Linked DNA regions of Mus musculus: region 2 is linked to region 1. Evidence: chromatin contacts called from public promoter capture Hi-C data. All regions are on one chromosome and are shown on one strand. The core of a region is the stretch at or near the end of the contact, and the rest is flanking DNA. Distances in the headings are between cores, read along the strand shown. Region 1 holds the start of Zfp37 (zinc finger protein 37). Region 2 holds the start of Zfp618 (zinc finger protein 618).

Region 1 (4,578 bases), core at 1,743-4,242:
CCAAATATCTAATCTGACTAATCCCAACTCACTGATACCAATAGAACTCTTTAACATTCCAGAAACCCTACTCTCTGTCAGCAAACTCCATCTCTAGCCTCTCTATTTACTTTAAATAAAACCCACCCATCTCCCAGGGATCCTGCACCTTACAGTGATATCAAGTAGAGGCTGTGTTTAATTTTTCTCCATGGCTCATGTACCTTAGGATCTAATGATAGACAGAAACAATTGTTTCCACCAATTCTTAACTACGTTCACTGTCTCAAGTCTGTTTACAGACTCACCAGCTTTTAATACAGTAACCTTTAGTGATTCAATAGGAAGAGTGACAAGGCTCTGTGTTGTAACTGTAATCACAGGTATATTTCATTACAGCTAAGGACTCATAGCAAATCAATTAATCAGGATTGAATGAAGTCTGTGTGAAAGCAAACCCAGGCATCCAAAAATCCTTTCCCAGTAGAGTCACACAGAACACACTAATTCCTTCAGAAACAAGTTTGGGGCACACATGTGAAATGGGTTGGAAAGCTCCAGCAAAGGTCCAAAGAGATTTTTACTGGGGGGGGGGGGGGGGCTGGGTTCTATCAGAACCAGCTACTTGCATATACAAAAATCCTACACTCCATTTCCTGAAGCCCAAAAGCTAATCTCAATCTCATTATCTATATTAATTCACCATGTTCACATTCAGATGTACTCTCAATGTGATTTAATTTTTCCAGTATAACTCCAAATTGTCACTATAATCTCTTGTCTTTGACCATTACAGTAAACTTCTGACCTCTGGCACCTACTTGACCTGTAGTTCATCTTCCATAGAGTAACCAGTGATGATCTTTTTGATGTATCAATCAGATCAAATCACTTCCTTGCTTAACCCCAGTGGTTTATACATCTAACATAGCCAATATGATCTTACATGATCTAGAAGCTTCTACCACTGATATCCTATTTTTCTACTTCCTCTGTGCGTGTTCCAGCCACAATTTTTTTTCTTTTACTATAACAGGAAGCTAATGTCTATCTTAAGGCTTTAGCAATTGACATTCTTCTTTGAATATTTTTGGATCTCTGCATTAACCACAGCCTATCATTGTGTTCAAATCAACTGCCATTTCTTTAAAGATTATTTTTAAATTTTATTTACATTTCTGTTTTGTTTTGTTTTGTTTAAAGATTGATTTATTTTATGTATATGAGTACACTGTTGCTCTCTTCAGACACACCAGAAGACGGCATCAGATCCCATTACAGATAGTTGTGAGCTACCATGTGGTTGCTGGGAATTGAACTCAGGACCTCTGGAAGAGCAGTCAGTGCTCTTAACCAGCCCCTGCTTTAAAGATTAACTTGAGAAACAAACACTTCCAAGCTTTACTCTCTACCACATCATCCTCTGTTACTTTCTTCATAGCAGTTACCTTTGCCTGGAATTATCTTACTTACACGGATATTTACATTTTATTGTCTCTTTTCTGTTTCTCAAATTTAAAAGGCAGACTCGGAGGTGGGGAAGGGGGAGGGGAGAGAGAGAGAAAGAGAGGAGAGAGAGAGAGGAGAGAGAGAGAGCGAAGTTGGGTGAAGAGATGTCTCAGTTGTTAAGAGCACTGGCTGCTCTTCCAGAGGACCTGGGTTCAATTCCCACCCACATGGCAGTCTGTAACCCCAGTTTCAAGGGATCCGACACCATCACACCAATGCACATACGATAAAATTAAATAAATTATTTTTAAAAAGAGACTGGCCCTATATGTTGCTACTTAAAATTCTCTGGCATAAAATAGGTGTTCATCTTATACTCTGTTTTACAATTTTCTAACCATTGACACTCAAATATCCCTCAGTCACTAACCTTCCTAAACCTCCTCTACATAGAAGTTCCCAATTACCATTCTTCACAGAACAGTCACTAACCTCCACTCAACTCCAGTGACCTTACAGAACCTTCTATCATAAAACCCTGAAAACTCACAAAGCCTTGGCCTCAGAGTCCTAGTCACAGAATCATAATAATTATTATTAATTCCTACCAAGAACCCCATCACTAAAGGGACAGTTAGGACTACTGATACCCTTTCTCCCTAGATGACAATCTGCCATCCAAATAGGCACTTCAATATAAGACTTCTTGTATTCCACCAACTGTCATCTGCTCATTAGCCTCCAGGTTCCCCCCTCACTGCCAGTCATAGCACACAAAACGAGGACTCTTAAAGACATTGCTTATTAGACTTCCAGAAATGCCACCATTACTGACCCCAAGGGCTCAAATTCTAATCCCCACATATTCCAAATGAACCAGTTCTCCAAATCTCAATACTGCCCCTCCCACAGTGCAGCCTGTAATCCCCAGTTACCTAAAACACCAGCTCCCAAGCAGTTCAAATTCTAATCCTTGTAGGGCTTCCCGTCTGTAATACATCACAAAGCCCTCATTTCAGATCTTGCTAGCTTTCCAGACCCAGACTCAGTCACTGTGACTATTACAGATGCCTCCCCGCTCCCAAGCATCACTTACCTAGACAGATCCGTCAAAATACTGATTTCCGAAAGTTACAGCAATCCCCAACTCCATATGCCCCCAATATCACGGGCACTTAATACTCCATATGCCCATAATACCCCAATACCTTGGTCCCTTAGAACACCGGCCTTCCCAAAAGACTATTCAACAACAACGCCACAGATTCTCAAATCTCGTCCACTAGGACTCCAGTCACCCTCCAATCACCGACAACCAAACCAACCCCAAGCCCTTACCGCCCTCACCGCATCGCTTTCCGCAGGCTCGGATGTAGCCATCTCCTCCGGACGCCTGGCTTTGTCCGCACTCCTCCGATCCAGCGCCTCTGGCTTTGTCAGGTCCTCGATGGAGTCAGAGGCCGATATGGCGGCCACCCCGGGCACCGCTTCAGAGGGTCCGGGGGCTTCGATGGCGGAGACCTGCGGAGATTGCTTGTGGGCGCGGCCATCTTGGCATGGACCCCGCCGTACAACGGAGGCGCGGGCGCCTCTGGGATCACTGTGCCGGCAGGGCTGGCGATTCGTGAGTCCTGGTTCCCGGAGCTGCGACGTGTCCCAGGCAGGAAGTGCTCAGAGGAGCTGCTGCGCGGGACACGCACCCCAGACCTAAATTCGGGAGGCGCGGGGAGGCCTCGCCTCGGGGGTTCTGTTACAGAATTCGGAATTACTTTTCCAAAGGGTTTTCCAGTTGCGGTTGCCGGGGAAACCCGGGAAGCAGGATGAGGAATCCAGAAAGAGAAAGAAACCAGAAAAGCTGGTCTAGACTAGTAACGTTGACTTACAGAGAGAAGACATTTATCGCTAAGACATAGCAAAAATTCTTTGGATTACTGTTATAATGGAGAGGGGAGGGAAGAGGCCGACAGCGAACACGGCACTCCTGGTGAGAGCCCAGCACTGGTGAAGACATTTCCTCAGAACTGCACAGCTGTTAAAATGACTTCTCAGTGCACTACTTAACAAGCTCATTGCGTTTACTCAACAGTTTTTATGTAGAATTTTTGATATGTAAATATGTACAATCCATGTGCAGGATGAAGAACAGGACTACACAACCTTCATCCCCCTCCTCAGTTTGGATTCGCAGTAGGGCAGAGATGGTGAGATTACTGCAAATGCGTGGTTTCTCATTGATTGACTCAACACCCCTATTGGAAAATGGATCCAGTGAGGAGACTGCCTGCAATCCCATTACGCAGGAAGCAGGGGCAGTGTTTTCAAGACTAGCCTTGTTATATAGAGTGAACTTGAGGTTAGCGTGAGCTATCCAAAGCACTTGTCTCAAAAGGGCAAAATAAAATAAGGGTTTTTATAGCTTTATTCAATGTACAGCGGGAGAAAGAACAGAACTGATTTGTGGGGGCCAGAGTATAAATATAAGAGTTAGTTCTCTCTTTATGGGGATCCAGGGACTTCACTCCGTTCTCCAGACTTACCTACCACAATGGTTGCTATTTACACTCCGAGCCTTCTCACAGGCACTAACATTTTAAGCTGTTGCTGTTTTTCCTGAAGTCCCCTTCTGAAAACAGAACCTAGGGCCTTGTGCTTACTAGGCAACTAACTACTCTGTACTGAGCTAAAGCCCAAAGCCCAAATTAAAAACAAACAAACCTGTTTTGCATGCCGCCCCCGCCCCCGCCCCCACCCCCACCCCGTCTGCTTGTCTCCCTTAGTTTCACCTCCAGTTCTTGAGCCTCTGGTAATGGGGTATCCACCAGAGAAGACTGCTCAGACATGGGTTCAAGCCAACAGAAAAGCTAGCCAGTGACTTCCCTGGGTGTTTGGGATCCCAGTGTAACACTGAGCCTTCCTCGGGATGTGCTTTTAAGTACAAAAAAACATGTTCTGGGTTGACATATTTCAGCTAACAAGAACAGTTAGCCAGAAACAGAACTGCAGAAGCAAAAAAGCAAGGAACTTAGAGTTTGTATACATAGCACCAGACCAACCTCCAACACTTTCTTTAACCTTTCTCACCTTCCTCCCCCCGCAACCCCCCCACCCTGCCTTCCCCCCTCCCCTCCAGGAGAGAAATGATAAATGAGG
Region 2 (4,459 bases), core at 141-2,640, 760 kb after region 1:
AACTTCTTATGTATTTACCAGGCTGGGGTTTGAAAAGTGGGGTTCTTCACTGTTTTTCTTCTACGGAGGGCCAAATTCCCACAGACTGATTCTTCCAGGAGAGTGGTGTCTTTAAAAACTAACTTGAAGGAAGAAGAAGGGTTCTAAGGGGACGGACAGTTCTAGAGCCCTTTCTGTTTAGAGGAGTTTGCTCTTTAAACTTTAAAAAGCTCCTACACATGTTTTCTTAAGGTGGAGTCAGAAAAAGCACCCGTTTAACTAGCCTTAATTTCCATAAAACAATCCTATCCTTATTTTTTTTTTCTCAAGGGAAGGGTAAGGAAACACATTGGTTCCTTTCTCATCTGATACATGGCAATTCTTCAACTTCTTATTCTAAAACTCAACTAGCTGTGGGAGAAGAATCCAGGGGTCTCTCTAGTTTTCATATAGGCCAGGTCTTTCTGATTTATTATTTTTAAGTCTATTTTGGGAGTAGGAGGACAGAAACAAACCCTTAAGTCTTCCTAAGTCATAAAGAGGAAGCTCTCATATAAGAAACATTTTGTATTTTTATAGTTTAGGACTTTTGAAAGAGCAGGCCTCTTTAACCTTTCAGTTCAAGTAAGAGGGATAAGTCAAAATTTTCCTTTTCTAACTGGGGGGGGGGGGGGGGGGAGGGGCTGACCCTTGTTCAACCTTCAACATCTCCTTCCATAGGGTCAGGTTTTGTGTTTTTTTTTTTTTTTTAATACTTTTACTTTTTTTGGCGGGGGAGGGTAAAAAAGTGACTTCACTGACATCAAACAGAAGAGAGGCTCCTCAAATAGTAAATTTATATTCAGACTTGATGGGGGTTAGAGAGGGTCCCCTTGGCCCTCAGTTCTCAAACTTATCTGCGAGGACGGGGAGGGGGGAGCTAGGTATAGCCTAGGCTACCGAATATTCCCAGGAAGCTTTCCAGTTTCGTTCCTCAAAACTTTTATTTAAAAAAAAAATCGATCTGATTTGGGGGGGGGGGAGAGCTTGTGGGGAGGGGAGAGGCGTTCCCATTAACCCCTTCTGTCCCACCAGAGGCCGCTCCCCAAAACTTTTCTGTGCCCCCACCTCCGCCCCACGCGAGCAAATGCCCCGCGCGCGAGGCTGGCGCGGGAAAGTTTGGGGGGCCGCCGGCGGCGCGGGGGACCGGCGGCTTTGTGTGAGGCGTGGGGCGTCGCGGAGGCCCGCGGCGGAGGCCGAGGAGAGGCCGGGGGCCCGCAGCGGCTCGGAGGCCGGCGGGGGCGGTGCGGGGCGCGGTGCAGCGCGGCGGGCGCGGGCCGGCGGGGCGATCTGCGGTCCCCGCGGCGGTCCCCCCCGGCGCCCCCGGCCCCCGCCCCCCGGCCCGCGCGGGGCGGGCGGAGGAGGGAGCGGCAGCAGCGGCGGCGGCGGCGGCGGCGGTGGCAGCGGCATTGTGCGCGCGGCGCAGCCCGGCCCGGGAGGAGCAGGACGCGCCGGGGCCGCCTCCTCCCGCACGGACCGATGAGCCAGCCGGACGGCGCGGCAGCTCCGCAGGTAACGCGGGGCCGGGGCGGGGGCCAGGGCGGGGGCCGCAGCAGCCCCGCGGGATGGCGAGCGCGGGCGCCGGCGGGGGGATCCGGAGTGGGGCCGGGCGGCCGGGGTGCGGGAGCGGCCCCCCGGGACGCTGCGGGGCGCGGGCGACGCGGGGGCGGCGGCCGAGGCTAATGGGGACCCCTCACCCGGCGTCCCCCGCCGCCCCCCGCGGCCCCCAGCTCGGACCGGAGCCCAGAAACAAAGCGGCGAGAGCACGGAGCAGCCATTGCAGTTTGGACAATTCAGATTTTGCGAAAATGCAACCTTCTTCCAGATCTCCCCCTCCCCCGAAATTTGCAATTTCCCCTTGACCCTCTCTGCTCTCATGGTCCTTGGTGACCCCCAGGAGAGCTTTCCTTCCAGGCCCCCAATCTTTGCAACAATCTTTTTTTTTTTTTTTTTTTTTTTTTTAAGGCCATATTTCCTTCTCTCAATTTTTTTTTCTAATTTTTCTTCAAACGGTAGTTTTTTCCCATTAAAACGACGCCACCTAGAGGATACTATTTTGTAAATAAAAAAAAAAAGAAATTAAAATTGAAAAGAAATATTTTTTATTTCTTATTTATTCCAAAGTTTCATCTACAAACTGGTGGATGTGGGAAAGATTCTTTTTTTCTATCTTTTTTGGAGTGAAAATTTTCACTTTGATCATTGAAAGGACATGGAGACAATTTTATTTCTGAAGCCAAATCCAGATAATATGTAAATGAAAATTAAGCTGGAATTTGAATGAATTCAATTCTTGAAGGGGAGAAAGCAAAAATACCTCCTAAAAGCAAAGGCAGTTTAGGTACCTAAGTTATTTTAATTTGAGTAAAAAAAAAATAGTAATTGGAATGAGAAAAGGGGGGAAATAGTTCAGTTTAGGGAAAGCTGGGAGAATTGGCTTTATGAAGCAATTAGAAATTGTGTTTCATTATAATTTGCGGCTTGTTTTGCTCCGTAGGCAAAAATGACTAATTTTGCCATTTGGCAGCGTTCAAAGTTTTTCCATTTCCAAGAAAGAAGGATTTAGGAGAGAAAATAGATCCTAAAATGTTGGCTTTGGACACACCCAAAAATTGTAGGTTTAAATTTTTACATTTACATTTTACTGCATTTAACTCCTGAGATTTTAAAGAAAAACAGAAATTGGAAAAGTTAGAGTGAAATCCTGCCGGTCTTTTTTCTGTTTTTTGTTATGTTGTGTGTGTGTATGTGTGTGTTGTGTGTGTTGTGTGTGTGTTTTGCTTTGATGGAATAATTATGACTGTTTCCTGATTTTGTTTGCTGCAAGGTCTAGGCATTTCTTGTTTTGTTGTTGTTTTATCTAGAAAATGTCAGGGACCTTTTCTTGAGCAATATTCAATGGAGAAAAATGTCAATTCATATATTGTGCAAACTGAGTAGCCCACAGAATTGTAGGAGAGGCCGCCATTAAAATAAGATATGCATAATTAACATTATTATGAAAAACTAACAGTGGATTCACAGAAGCCCATTTTTTTTTACGACACACAAGTGAATCAATTGATGGAGATAAGGATTAAAAAAAATCCTTGTTAAAGAGGAGAATTTGTCTTTCTCAATTTTGTTTTCTAGTCCAATTAGAGTATTATCATCAGTTCCTTTTTTAAAAATTCAGGTTGGCTTCAGGTTTCTTTGTGATGTGGGGTTGGATAATTCATTAATATTTTGCATTTTTCAAATTTTTTTTATTGCTGTCAAAAGAGAAGAAATCCATTAGCCTTGATCATTTGAAGATTGTGTGTGTGTGTGTTTTGAAGGGAGGGGATTTGTAACAACAACAGAAAATTCCACAAATTTTACTGACCCAGTAAGAAAAAAAGGTGGGAGAGAGAATGGCAGAGATGAAAATTCTGATTTGAATCCATCTTCCCTGGTAAGAACACTTTGCTGAAGAAATGAACTGAAACACCAACTCAGCTGTTTCTAGCAGGAAAATTTATTATTTTCTTTGAAAGAAAAACTAATCAGAATACACACAAAAGCCAAACCCAGAGATGCTTGCCTTGGGAATTTGAAAGCATTTTTTATAAACAATATTTTATGTGGAGGTTTTGTCCTTAAGATAAATCAAATGAAGGTGAAACAAAAAAAAAAAAAAGAGAAAAATTTTCAAGGGATAAATATTGACTGGATGGAAATTTGACACAAGAGAATAAGATCTGTTCTGAGATAAAGGGAAATTGGTGATGATTTAGGCTGATCGGATGTGCTGATTTTTTTTTTTTTTTGAGTAAAAAAAAAAAAAAAGTTCAAATTTTTCAAACCAAAAGGAGTGTGTTAGTTGGACTTGGGGGGACCTTGTAGACGTTGGGGTTGGAGCTATGATGGGTTACCTGGGGTGGGGATAGACCACTCTGGACCCGGGATCAACAGCTAGCGGGTGGTCCTGGACCTACCTCACCAATTTGTTTTATGGAAACTGGGTTTCTGAAGGGCTGCTAATTCTGTGGAATGAATTTAACATTGGCACAGGTTAGATAGTCCCCATCATCGCCGTAGCATTTGGGAAATTTAATTTAATTTAATTAAAAAAAAATTTTTTTTTGTTTTTGTAACAATCCTTCAGGGCTGACTGGCCACGTTCTGACATGTTTGGAATGAGCCTTTTTGTTGTTGTTTTGTTGTTTTCCTTTAAGTGCATAATTAAAATTTCTTCTCTTGAATTATTTAGGGCGATGTCTTGACAGTCGAGGAATTTATAATTTCAGAAGTTCTAGAGGCCTCGCGAGATAGTGGGCTCAAGTTGGCCAGGGCTGGAGAAGGATGGACATAGGGATGGATAGACGGATGGGGTAAGGGCGCCTCAGCAAAGGTCCAGGATGGAGATAACAGGTTATCTCCGGTGCAAAGGAATGAGAATCTCTTGGTATAGCCTACAGTC

Evidence for each region. Promoter capture Hi-C pulls out the DNA fragments that hold promoters and counts their contacts.
Region 2: a promoter capture Hi-C map of pre-B cells shows a contact between it and region 1, with 2.4 times the contacts expected there. The contact joins the promoter of Zfp618 here to the promoter of Zfp37 in region 1. A contact is called at or near these places in 3 of 39 promoter capture datasets (cranial neural crest, liver and pre-B cells) and 1 of 9 other capture datasets (liver).

The regions. Positions count from the first base shown.
Region 1 is chr4:62,205,554-62,210,131 of GRCm38.p6, forward strand. It overlaps Zfp37 (zinc finger protein 37), which reads right to left and starts at 2,993. Exons shown (of 4, transcript NM_001290351.1): 1 at 2,776-2,993. The coding sequence starts at 2,808. Gm30451 (a long non-coding RNA gene) reads left to right here and starts at 3,371. Exons shown (of 2, transcript XR_390634.1): 1 at 3,371-3,412; 2 at 3,563-3,849.
Region 2 is chr4:62,964,177-62,968,635 of GRCm38.p6, forward strand. It overlaps Zfp618 (zinc finger protein 618), which reads left to right and starts at 1,391. Exons shown (of 15, transcript NM_028327.1): 1 at 1,391-1,530. The coding sequence starts at 1,498.